Linked DNA regions of Cricetulus griseus: region 2 is linked to region 1. The links are chromatin contacts, called in public Micro-C maps. All regions are on one chromosome and are shown on one strand. Each heading gives the region's core, a stretch centred on a gene start, on an enhancer-like site or on the middle of the called end of the contact. The rest is flanking DNA. Distances are from core to core; before and after follow the strand shown. Region 1 overlaps Syne1 (nesprin-1). Region 2 overlaps Syne1 (nesprin-1).

Region 1 (5,975 bases), core at 666-3,165:
GAGACAGGAGCTCATTCCATTCAGTCTGAGAATTCGTAGGGACAGGATCACCCTTTGGTCTGAGGATTCAGTAGAGGTAAGAGGTCTCTGTAGTGGCTGCTCCTTTACTTCTCTCTGACCTTTCTGCATTTACCCCTATATCTGACTCTGGGTTTTTATTATTAAGACCTATTAGAGCTTGTTCTACTTTGTACCATGCTCATAAGAACCCTCACAGCGTGAAGGGCAAGTGCTGATTGCAGCTTGGTTCTCCTTGACCCTTATCCAGTCTGGAGGTCTTTAAACTGCTCTCTACACATCTGTATCCCCTGCCCATATATCAGTTTCACAAATATCAACTCTTCATTCTTAGACGCTGCTGGAAGAATCAGAAGAAATTGACAGTGACCTGGAAGCAATGGCTGAGAAAGTGCAATACCTTGCCAACGTGTACTTCACAGAAAAAATGTCGAAGCAAGCGGCACAGTTAGGACGGGAGACCGAAGAGTTAAAGCAGATGATCAGAGTTCATTTGCAGAGCCTCGGAGATGCAGCCAAGGTAAAAAAAACCAAACTGGCATGTTGTCAGGGGGAGAAAGTGTTCACCCATGAGGAGGTAGTTTCTTGAGTATGATGCTGCTCTGCAGCTATGACTTTGAACTTCAAGTCAATGTATTGATGTTCAAGTGGGGTTTGTTCTCCAGGATATGAAAAAGTTTGAAGGAGAGCTGAGAAATTTACGGGCAGCTTTGGAACAAGTCCAGACAATTCTGACTTCCCCAGAAGTGGGGCGCCTTAGTCTCAAGGAACAGCTGTCCCATCGACAGGTAAGCAAAAAGCATTTAGGATGGACTGGGGGAATGGGTCAGTCATCAGAATTCCTGCTTGGCAATCACAGGATGAGATCCCCAGAACTCTTGTTAAAAACCTTAAAATCCCAGCACTCGGGAGGCAAAGGCAGGCAGATCTCTGTGAGTTTGAGACCAGCCTGGTCTCCAGAGCGAGTGCCAGGATAGCAAAGCTATACAGAGAAACCCTGTCTTGAAAAACAAACAAACAAAAAGCCATCTTAAATAGACCCCAGCACTTGGGAGGGAGAGGAAGACAGATAGATAAAGCCAGCTTGGTCTACATGAGTTCCAGGCCAGCAAGAGCTACAGAGTGAGATCTTGTGTCAGAAAAACATTAAAACAAGACAGGGGGTGGGGAGTCCTGTGCTTAAAATCACAGTGCAGGAGAAAAAGAAACTGGCGGGGGTTCCTGGGGTTTATTTGCCACTCAGCCTACCGTACTCTGTAAGCCCTCAGCCAGTGAGATATCATGTCTTAACATTTAAAAATATAACCAGCTATCGAATAATGATACCTGAGTTTGTTGTCTCTGACCTCCTTACACATGCACTATGGACCTGCTAATAGAAACTCAAATATAAATGTGCATTTCATTTACTCCCGCACTTATGAATACATTCATACTAGATACACACACACACACACATGCAATGATAATTTAAGATAAATGGGATGGAGGATCTATATTTTAAAAGTAGGATAATAAGAAAAATGTTTTCTATGCATTGTGTAAAGCATATCTTCCTTGCAAACTGTGTTGGCCCTGCAGCTACAATTCAGGAAATGTCTTTGTTTATGCCATGTATGATGAAATTATGGAAAGCTTAGACCCTGATATCACCCCTTTCAGCATCTCCTGTCTGAGATGGAGTCACTGAAGCCGAAGGTGCAAGCTGTGCAGCTCTGCCAGAGTGCTCTCCGGATCCCCGAGAACGTGGTCGCCAGCCTGCCCCTGTGCCACGCCGCCCTGCGGCTGCAGGAGGAAGCCAGTCAGCTGCAGCACACCGCCATCCAGCAGTACAACATCATGCAGGCAGGTGCAGCTGTGCTACCAGCTCAGCCAGCCAGGCCATGCCGGCAGGCAGAGCGAGTGCACATGAGTCATGGGCTGCTTTTCTTAGCATTGTGTGGGCTCAGCCGTCCAAACACCCAGAGTGCTAACTTTGACAGTCTGTTGTGGTTACATAAAATCAGGAGATTAAGACCATCATGTGGATCACCCACAAAAGCCCGAGGAAAGCTCTCTAAAAATTATCTTCTAGTGAAAATTATCTCTTGGTGATTTTTTTTTAATGAAGAATGACTCATGTACATTGATTTTGTATGTGGTCGTATATGCATCTGAGAAGAACCTAGGTTTGGTGATATGGGCTTGCTGTGCTATATTATGCAATTATTATCACGTTTCAGCCAATTTGTGCATTTTCGGGCCTACAAAGGATATCCAAGCATAGCTCTTAATCTCGTGTGGTAATAAGAGAAAAAAAGCATTTCCGTGAAGAAATAATGCCGCCTACTATAATCTCTCCTTTTAAGTAGTACTCACCTGCCTTGCGAATAATTATATATCATTAAAACCACAGTGTTCATCTGACCAACCATCTTTGATCATTCATTACCTTGTAATTTGTTACATCAGAGCCCTGAGGCTACAGGTCATGCTTGATCAATATTAACTGCTACAGGAGCTCTTGGCTGGTGACTTGTTATTCAACATTGTTTTAAATTTTGCTTTGCATTTTTATGTGTGGTATATGTACATGATTGTGAGTGTGTGTGTGTGTGTGGGGGGGGTTATGTCCATGTCCATGTATGTGAAGGCTTGAGGCCAACACTGTCTTTCTTGATTGCCCTCTACTTTATTTTTTGAGACAGTCTTCAGTTGAACCTGGAGCTAGTAGATTTGCTTAAGCTGACTCACCAGTGAGCTCCAGGGAGCCTCCTGTCCCTAACCCCTCACCCCTTAGTGTGGGGGTTACAAATGTGGCATTCTGTTTTAATACTGGGGATTTGAACTCAGATCCTTATGCTTGCATGGCAGTCACTGAGCCGTTTCCCCAGCTCATTAGTCAAAAAGGAAGCCTATTGTGTTGCCTGCACTCTGTGTTTCATCTTCTGGACAATCTGAGTAGGCAGAACAGAGAGGCTCCTAACTTCTCATCTGTTTTGATTGCATTGATAATTTTATTATAATATTTTTTTAAAGATAAGTTTGATGTATGTAAGTGAAAGTTGACAATCTGTGCCATCTAAAAGACTTTACCCATCTCTTTGATTCCTGGGCACTGGAAGACAGAAGGTAACGTTAGTGGCAAAGCCAACCCAGTAACTTTATAGAACAACATATTCTCATTTTCTCTTTTAAAGGAGGCTGTGGTGCAGTATGAACAGTATGAACAGGAGATGAAGCATCTCCAGCAGCTCATAGAAGGGGCTCACAGGGAGATCGAGGACAAACCTGTGGCCACCAGTAACATCCAGGAGCTACAGGCTCAGATTAATCGGCACGAGGTGAGACAGAAGGGCAGGCAGCTTCATTTAGTGGCTGGAAGAGAAGTACTCCCTGCCCCATTGGGAACCTGCTTGATTCCTGCACAGCACTTTGGCTGTCTTTGCATTTTGAAGGTTATTCAGTAACACAGGTATTCCCCTGCATTCTGCAGCCTCTATGAACTGTCCATGACAAGTCTCATCCAGAACCCCATACATGGGAAAAGTTCACGAAAAATGCACGAAGCAGTTAATTCATAAAAATAGTTCAGTTCTTGATTTTAACACCTTATAAGAAACAGCCATGCTCACCGCTCTACTGTGTTGTCTGGCTTCTTACAAAGGGTGGCTTCATATAACAGAGAAAATCACTTGTCCACTGCTTAGACTCCTCTCTCAAAGGTTGTTCCTCCTTGTCTCTTCGGCATCACCACGACCTTGACTCCAGACACATTCCTTGCATATCCCTGGTCTCAGGTCTCACAGCTCCAGAGTGACCAAACCCAGTGACATTCAGCAGTGGATTTCTTCTGCTGGCCTGTCATTTCCCATTAGGTCAATTGACTCTCCCTTGGGACTGACTCTAAGCTCCACAAATTTTGGTGGGTGACTCAGAGAGGGGCATCTTACTCCTTTATGCCAAGGACAGACATTTAGTTTGCCCTTCTGTCTGCTCTTCTACCTTTATCGTAAGCCCAGTCTTTCTGGCCCCAGTATGGAAGTAAATTTACCAGAGACTGAAATGTTCCCTTGAAGCAAGGAAAATCTCATGCCTGCTTTCCACACATGAGTACATGATTTCTTGACATGGTATGCCAAAATAGTGAATGCCTATGGTTTACAATATCAATATTCTGCTTATATACCATCTTCGAGCTGTGTCTTTTACTCACTGGTAATGAGTAGTGCCAATTTTTGAAATTAATGTCTACATGGTATATTATATATTTGCCATATATTATTTTATTCTTGTTTCATTAGGTCCAAATGCTGTTTACCCAAATATCTTTATAACTTGTCTAGAGTAACATTAGCTATTACTAAAGCTTATATTTTGGAGATACAACTCTCTTGTACAAACCTATGAGGGTTGGGTTTTAGTTTTTGTTGTTGTTGTTTTTGGTTTTTGGTTTTTCGAGACAGGGTTTCTCTGTGTAGCTTTGGAGCCTATCCCGGCACTATGGAGACCAGGCTGGCCTCGAACTCACAGAGATCTGCCTGCCTCTGCCTCCTGAGTGCTGGGATTAAAGGCGTGTGCCACCAACGCTCAGCCGAGGGTTGGGTTTTAATTGGGTTTTTTTGGGGGGTAGGGTGGAGGCAGTGGGGGCTAGCCTCAAACTCCAGATTCTTCTGCCTCAGACCTCAAAGAGCTGGGATTACAGGTGAATGCCTTCACAATAACCAACCTAGAATATGCTTAAAAAAAAAAAAAAAAAGGAAGGAAGGAAGGAAGGAAGGAAGGAAGGAAGGAAGGAAGGAAAGGTCATCATTTATCAGATTCAGGAAGGTGACCTTGGGGGGGTGGGAGCCAAGGGGAACTACAAAGTCACACATGCAACAGAGCTCATGTGGGAGGTTTATTTGGGAGAGGTGCAGAGGCAGCTTCTGAGTGGGAGCAGAAGGCAAGAGAGAGAGGGGCGGGAAGGGCTTGCCTTTTATAATGAGGTATAGTGCATGTGCTACTTGGTGGCTGTGGTAGCGTAGCTACAGTGTCAAGTCTTGGCTGCTACTGATGATGTGATGTGGTATGTTCTGTTAGGTCCCTGAGAGCAGGCCAGTATAAATGCCTGAATGCTAACAGGAAGGAAGGAGGGAGGGAAGGTTATTTACCATGCTCAACAACACACCACAAGAAATACAACAAAACCCACTTTAAGAGTTTTATTAGTAAACAGTAGGAAGAGGGGGTGCATGCAGACCTGTCTGGAAGAAATGTGGCAAGAGAGGAGGTGGGTTGGGCATGTTTGCTTTTTTTGTTTGTTTGTTTGTTTTTGTTTTTCAAGACAGGGTTTCTCTGTGGCTTTGGAGGCTGTCCTGGAAATAGCTCTTGTAGACCAGGTTGGTCTCAAACTCACAGATCTGCCTGCCTCTGCCTCCCGAGTGCTGGGACTAAAGGCGTGCACCACCAACGCCGGGCTAGGCATGTCTGCTTTTAAAGGTCACTTAGGCATGCATATGGGGACTTACGTAGCCATGCCACACATACTCATGATTTCATGGCCACACTGTGCATGTGCATGAGGCCCTGAGATGCTGGCCTTTTGCCTGAGTGCTGGTTGTGCATGTGCAGCCAACCCTAGAAATACTAACACCTGGGGTGACTAAGCATTTTGGCTGAATACTGATGGGTGGGACCCAGAAATGACAACCTGAAGGAAGGAAGGAAGGAAGGAAGGAAGGAAGGAAGGAAGGAAGAAAGAAAGAAAGAAAGAAAGAAAGAAAGAAAGAAGGAAAGAACAATATAAGGCAGCTACTTTTTAAAAAGTGACCTCTTGCCTGGCGGTGGTGATACATGCCTAAATCCCAGCCCTGGGGAGGCAGAGACAACAGGTGACTCTCTGAGTTCAAGGCCAGCTTGGTCTACTGAGTGAGTTCCAAAACAGCCTCCAAAGCTATAGAGAGAAACCCTGTCTCGAAAAACTAAACAAAACAAAC
Region 2 (5,601 bases), core at 805-3,304, 69 kb before region 1:
AAGCACAATGTCTCCGTGTGTGTGTGTGTGTGTGTGTGTGTGTGTGTGTGTGTGTGTGTGTAATCAAGGCAAGAAATTTTATGCAAAATCTAATTTAAAGCGCTGCAATTATAATGTTCTTGTTGAAGACCTGGATTGGGACTGAGGAGTTGTCTCCATGTGTAAGAACACCTGCTCTTAAGCATGAGGACTTGGTTTGAATTCTTAGCACTCATGTAAATATCCAGGCATGGCTGTGTGCCTGTAACCACAACACTGCCGAATGGAGACAAGTGGTTGCTAGTCAGCCTATCCAAAATGAGCAACTTCTAGCTCAGTAAGATATCCTATCTCAAGAAAGTAAGGCAGAGAGAGATGGAGAAAGACTCCTGATGCCCCATTCTGATCTCATAAGCCACACACACCCATATACTAGTGTGCATAGCACATGCACATGTATACACTCACACAAAGATCGTCTATGTGAATGAAATTAGGGTTAGCAAGCGTGGGCTATTTTCACACCCACTGCAACTGAGATAGTGAATATGAGGGTATTTGAGGAAACTGACTTTTGAACATAGAGACTCTTTGAATTCCAAATGTGAAAATGCTCAAAAGGTTGAATATTGTGTTCTAAAGCATTCTTGTTTTAATACAACACTTTCTAAGTGATAGTTTTTCTTTGTTTAGCCACTAACCACTCTATGTACTATAAACTGAGATGTCTTTTAGAATCCTGGGGCCAAGAAAGGCCGACTACACACACACAGACACACACAGACACACACAGACACACACACACACACACACACACACACACACAAAGTGCTGTGTGTAAGAACACATTTACACATGTGTGATTGTGCTTTTGATCACCATATAACCAGACATTGTAAATGATCCACACCAAAGTGTGCCTCTATTGTTTGTACATGTGAGAAGACAGATTAACTTCAGGCTAATGAAATGAAATGCAAGGTATGTTATGTAGACTAGTTAAATACCCTTTCTGCTTCACACATCTATAACACATGTATGATACTCAATGCCTTGGTTTTCTGTTGCTAACTTGTAATTGGTCTTGTTCATTATTTCTCCTCCTCTTCTTGTTTTTGTCTCTAATAATCACCTTTGGTGCTACTTAACCCAGGAGTGAAGACATAATTTTGCATTAACACTGACAACATCTAACTATAGCATTACATGTTACACATATGTATGCACCAGATGACACTTCAGCAAGAGAAATGTCATCAGAAGAATTTGTTTGCAAGAGGAAATGCCACGACTTACCTACTTCACAATGAGTATTCTAATTACATCCTAAAGCCCATTCTCTGTATGAACTTCAAGACTAAGCATGGTATCTGAATTGTCAAATTTCTAGTGAGGTTTCTTTTTCTGGGGGAAAAATGATCATAATAAACAAACCCAGACTGGAGTTTGCTTAAAACTTTTAATTAAGTTGGTCTGTGAATTATTAATTTCAGTGACCATAAAAATATCTCTTTAGGTACAGAAATATCTGAAATTGAGGTGGGCTCATTCTTTTCTTGCTGTAGGTCAGCCTGACTCCCAGCAGGAAGAAATACGATTTAAGCAACCCTTCAAACAGGATGCAATTCCCTTGTTCATTCACGTCAAGGGACATAAGGCTTTCTGGGATTCTTTTTAGTCTATAGGAGCTGACCACCACAAATGAAAATCTATATCCCTACCACACTTCCATGTATCTAAATACTGCCTATTATTTAGGCAGTCCGACCTGTGAGAACACTGAAACATCCTGAGTGATTTTGCAATAAGTTGGGCACTCATGATACTGATTGCTGCTAATAGAACATGGGCGATTGTAGATTCAACAACTCTCATCCCTTTTGCACATTTGCCCAAACTTCATAGCAGGACAGAGTCCCATTCTGCACACATTCAAAAACTGGCAGCCCAAGTGACTAACGGCCTTCTTGGTTTCCATGACGATATTCCATTACAGGAGCTGATAGATTCCAGAGAGATCGGTGCAGGCCGCCTAAGCAGAGTGGAGTCGCTGGCCCCGGCAGTGAAACAGAACACAGCTGCCAGTGGGTGTGAGCTTCTGAACTCAGAGATGCAGGCCCTGCGCGCCGACTGGAGGCAGTGGGAAGATAGCCTGTTTCAAGCACAGAGCAGCCTGGAGAACCTGGTCAGCGAAATGGCCCTCTCAGAACAGGAATTCTCTGGCCAGGTAGCCCAACTTGAGCAAGCCCTAGAACAGTTCAGTACTCTTTTGAAAACCTGGGCCCAGCAGCTTGCCCTCCTGGAAGGCAAGAACACTGATGAGGAGATAGTGGAATGCTGGCACAAAGAACAAGTAAGTTGGTCGTTGCCTTCCTGTTTACTACGGGGGTGGATAAGCTAAACATTTCCTTGGTTCTTGCGGTTGCTTTTTAAAAAAATAAGAAAAAAGAAAAAAAAATGAGTCCCTGTCCTAACTAAGAGCATGCAGCATTCAGAGGCAGAAAAAAGTATTTAATATATTTGCAATGTATGAACTTTTTTCCTTCTCCTAGAAATCAAACTTTGGTAAAAGTTAACATACATGGGAGGTGCTGTTATATCCTGTATACAACATTATTTCTGGTGGAGATTCTTTACTTTCTTTCTGATGGTGTAAGAGTTTGCAATACTGTATTCAGTCACTCAGCCTGGAAAATGGCCTGTGGGCAGAGGCATAAATAGACAGAGAGTCATAGCTGCTTTCTTGCCAGTTAACTCTTTCAAACAATTAGGCGATTAAATTTATAGCTTAGAAAGACACATTTGAAAATTCACTGAAGCACAACTAATAGTTTTCACTGTCTGTTTTTCCTCTTCCCTGGTTTTGACAGCTGAACTTGAATTGGCTTGTTAATACACATTAACACTTATAGTTGCCTTCCAGGCTATTTTTATTTATTTATTTTTTAGCCACTACCTCTTTTAGAATGCGAGACAGGGGAGCAGAAAGTGGAGAATGAACTTAGGTTTAACAATCTCTGCCTTCTTCGAGTCCTCTTGGGTGCCTTGGCAATCCTCTCAATATTTGCTGCTTTATAATACTCGGGATCACGGCTGTCCTTAAAAGGAAGTTTAGTGAGGTAACTGCCTCTGCTTCTATTTATGTTATAATCATTTCAAAATAGCTCTGGCCCATTAGGCAGTCAGGGAGTATTTCCAGCGCCCGTCTTGTTTAAGTCAACTTTTGGGGGCAGGCATGGTACACTATGAAATAAAAGTTCATAACTAGCTGGGCACTATTTTACTGAGAACGCTTTTTGGCTGTTTTGGTTGTTTTCTTAATGCCCCCTCAGCCTTTAGGTTCTTTGCCAGAATCATATTACGCAGGGCAGGGACAAAAGGAGAGGCTGGAGACTGTTTCATGGAGTCTGATGATGATGATAATGATGATGATGATGATGATGATGATGGTGATGATGAAACAGTGTTTTAACTCTTTTTTTGCTTCCCTTTCCATTCTAATAATTTGAGGGAATAGAATTTTAAAGAAATGTCTGGTTGTAGCTTCCTTTCCTCAACAGTCATCTCCTGTGTCGAGGCTGTTATTGGATAATAGACAAGGGCTATCAGGATACACGTGCTGATGCAATCAGAAATATGGATTTTTCAATTGTGCTGAGTCCAGGATGAAAGTAGTCCCTGCTGTCACATCTATGTTTGACACTAGGGCTATAGATTCTGGGGGAATAGGACATTGCCTCTTACCACATTCATCTAAAGAGGACAAGAGTCAATTGTCTAATGATGCAATTTTATCTAAAATTTAAGATAGCACTTCAAACTCCATGAGTATGTGGCAAAATGTTTATGAAAAAGATGGAGTTGGACTCCACCAGCAACATTTTGCTTTCAGGAAGGTCTCCTGACTGCTGTCAATCATAGTGAACACTATAGGCCATTTAAGTGTTTGTCTTATGTCATCAGGATATCCCTTTAAGGTTTGTGGTCTATTAACTTTATAATCCAACACTGCACACCTCCTGTAGATTGTATTTATAAAATTCCCCTTCAAACCAACAGGTTGTTAGTTTGGAAATGTAGCTATTCCTTTAAGCAGGACAAAGAAAAGAATGTCTTCAGAGATTGATGGGACCAAAAGCATACCAGCCAATGTAGTATTCATGAGATTTGGGCTCTACTAAAATCTGGACTTAAGAGGAAGCCATTGAAGATTTAATTTTCATTTATGTGTATGTGTGTATGCATGAATGTATGCACATATATGTACAGGTACCCATGGAATACAGAAGAGGGTGTCAGATCACTTACAGCTGGAATTATCAGTAGTTATGAGTCCCTCAATGAGGGTGTTGGGAACCCAACTCAGACCCCATGAGAAACTCAAAATCTCTCTTAACCACTGAACCATCTCTTGCAGTCCCATGAATGTATTTTTTTTTTAATGTAAGGTTTGTCTGAAAAGATTTTCATTTTTAATGTCACCTCATTTATAATTGGCCTACTTAAATCTCATTTTTAATATTTTGGTAGATAATTACATTTTCTGTAGTTCTCATGATATTTCCTTTTAAAATATTCAGAATGGTAAGGGAAAAAAAACGACCATTTCTGGGTTAGTGTTTAGAATTTCAGAGGGAAACTCTATGGTTGCTTTTGTGAGTTTCCTAAATAAAAATGTTTCTTCTGTGGCTTGCTGTGAGACCCTGGATTCTTCCATGGCTTGCTGTGAGACCCTGGCTCCCATCCCTAGCACAAGAAAGGAAAGGAAGAGAATAAAAGGAAATGAAAGGGAAGGGAAAGGAAAGAGAAAAGCCAATTCATGTTTTAGAACCTCTCTCTGTTCCGACACTGAGCTGCTTTCCATGGGCATTCCAAGAACCCCGCCCCTGCCTTCAAGATCATAATCTGTGTGGACACAGAAGTCTGAAACAAGTAGAGACAGTCCTTATGACAAATGCCCCAGACATGCTGTACATCTGTCCTAGTTAGGGCTCCAATTGCTGTGATAAAACAATGACCAAAACAACTGGGGCGTGGAAGGGTTTTATTTCTGTTTACAACTCTCAGGCTACACTCCATCACTGAGGGAAGTAAGGGCAGGAGCTTGTGGAGGGGTGCTACTTTATTGGATTGCTCTTCATCCATTGCTGAGCCTGCTTCCTTCTAGCACCCAGAACCACCTTCCCAGAAATGGTATGTTCCACCAGTGAGCTGGGCTGACCCACATCAATCATCAATTAGAAAGAAATGCACTACAGGCTTGCCCACAGGCCATCCTTGTGGGGATACTGTGTCAACTGAGGTTCTCTTCCCAAATGATTCTAGCTTGTGTTTCATTGACATAAATATGCCAGCACAGCATCGTCAGATAAGCATCCCTGGGAAGATGAAGGACCACAGAGAATCCCTTTAGGAACCAGTGGTAGAGCAGAAGGGGTGGGGGGTAATTATAACTGGATCAGATAGGGGAATAACACCAAAGAAGGAGAAATGCAGGAAAGGAGGGTAGAGAATAGAAGTCACTTAAGAGCCCCGTGCCATCCCAGGAAATTTCAGTATGTAAATGGGGACCAGGAGAAAGAACGTGAGCAGGCAAGGAGGCACGTGGTTAAAAGAGAGAGG

The links. A called contact is a pair of places that touch in the nucleus more often than the background predicts.
Region 2: a contact with region 1 is called in a Micro-C map of the CHO-K1 cell line, with 2.2 times the contacts expected there. The contact joins two enhancer-like sites. A contact is called at or near these places in 2 of 8 Hi-C or Micro-C datasets (both in the CHO-K1 cell line).

Annotation. Positions count from the first base shown.
Region 1 is chr2:282,833,766-282,839,740 of CriGri-PICRH-1.0, reverse strand. It overlaps Syne1 (nesprin-1), which reads left to right. Exons shown (of 145, transcript XM_035440411.1): 86 at 353-538; 87 at 684-806; 88 at 1,681-1,863; 89 at 3,198-3,341. Among named protein-coding and RNA genes, the nearest start is that of Syne1, 290 kb to the left of the region's middle. Within about 2 kb of position 1,915, at least 5 of the 6 cell types and tissues checked have open chromatin away from gene starts, as enhancers often do. A contact at or near this core is called in the CHO-K1 cell line, where this site is marked.
Region 2 is chr2:282,903,499-282,909,099 of CriGri-PICRH-1.0, reverse strand. It overlaps Syne1 (nesprin-1), which reads left to right. Exons shown (of 145, transcript XM_035440411.1): 54 at 1,976-2,332. Among named protein-coding and RNA genes, the nearest start is that of Syne1, 220 kb to the left of the region's middle. Within about 2 kb of position 2,054, at least 2 of the 6 cell types and tissues checked have open chromatin away from gene starts, as enhancers often do. A contact at or near this core is called in the CHO-K1 cell line, where this site is marked.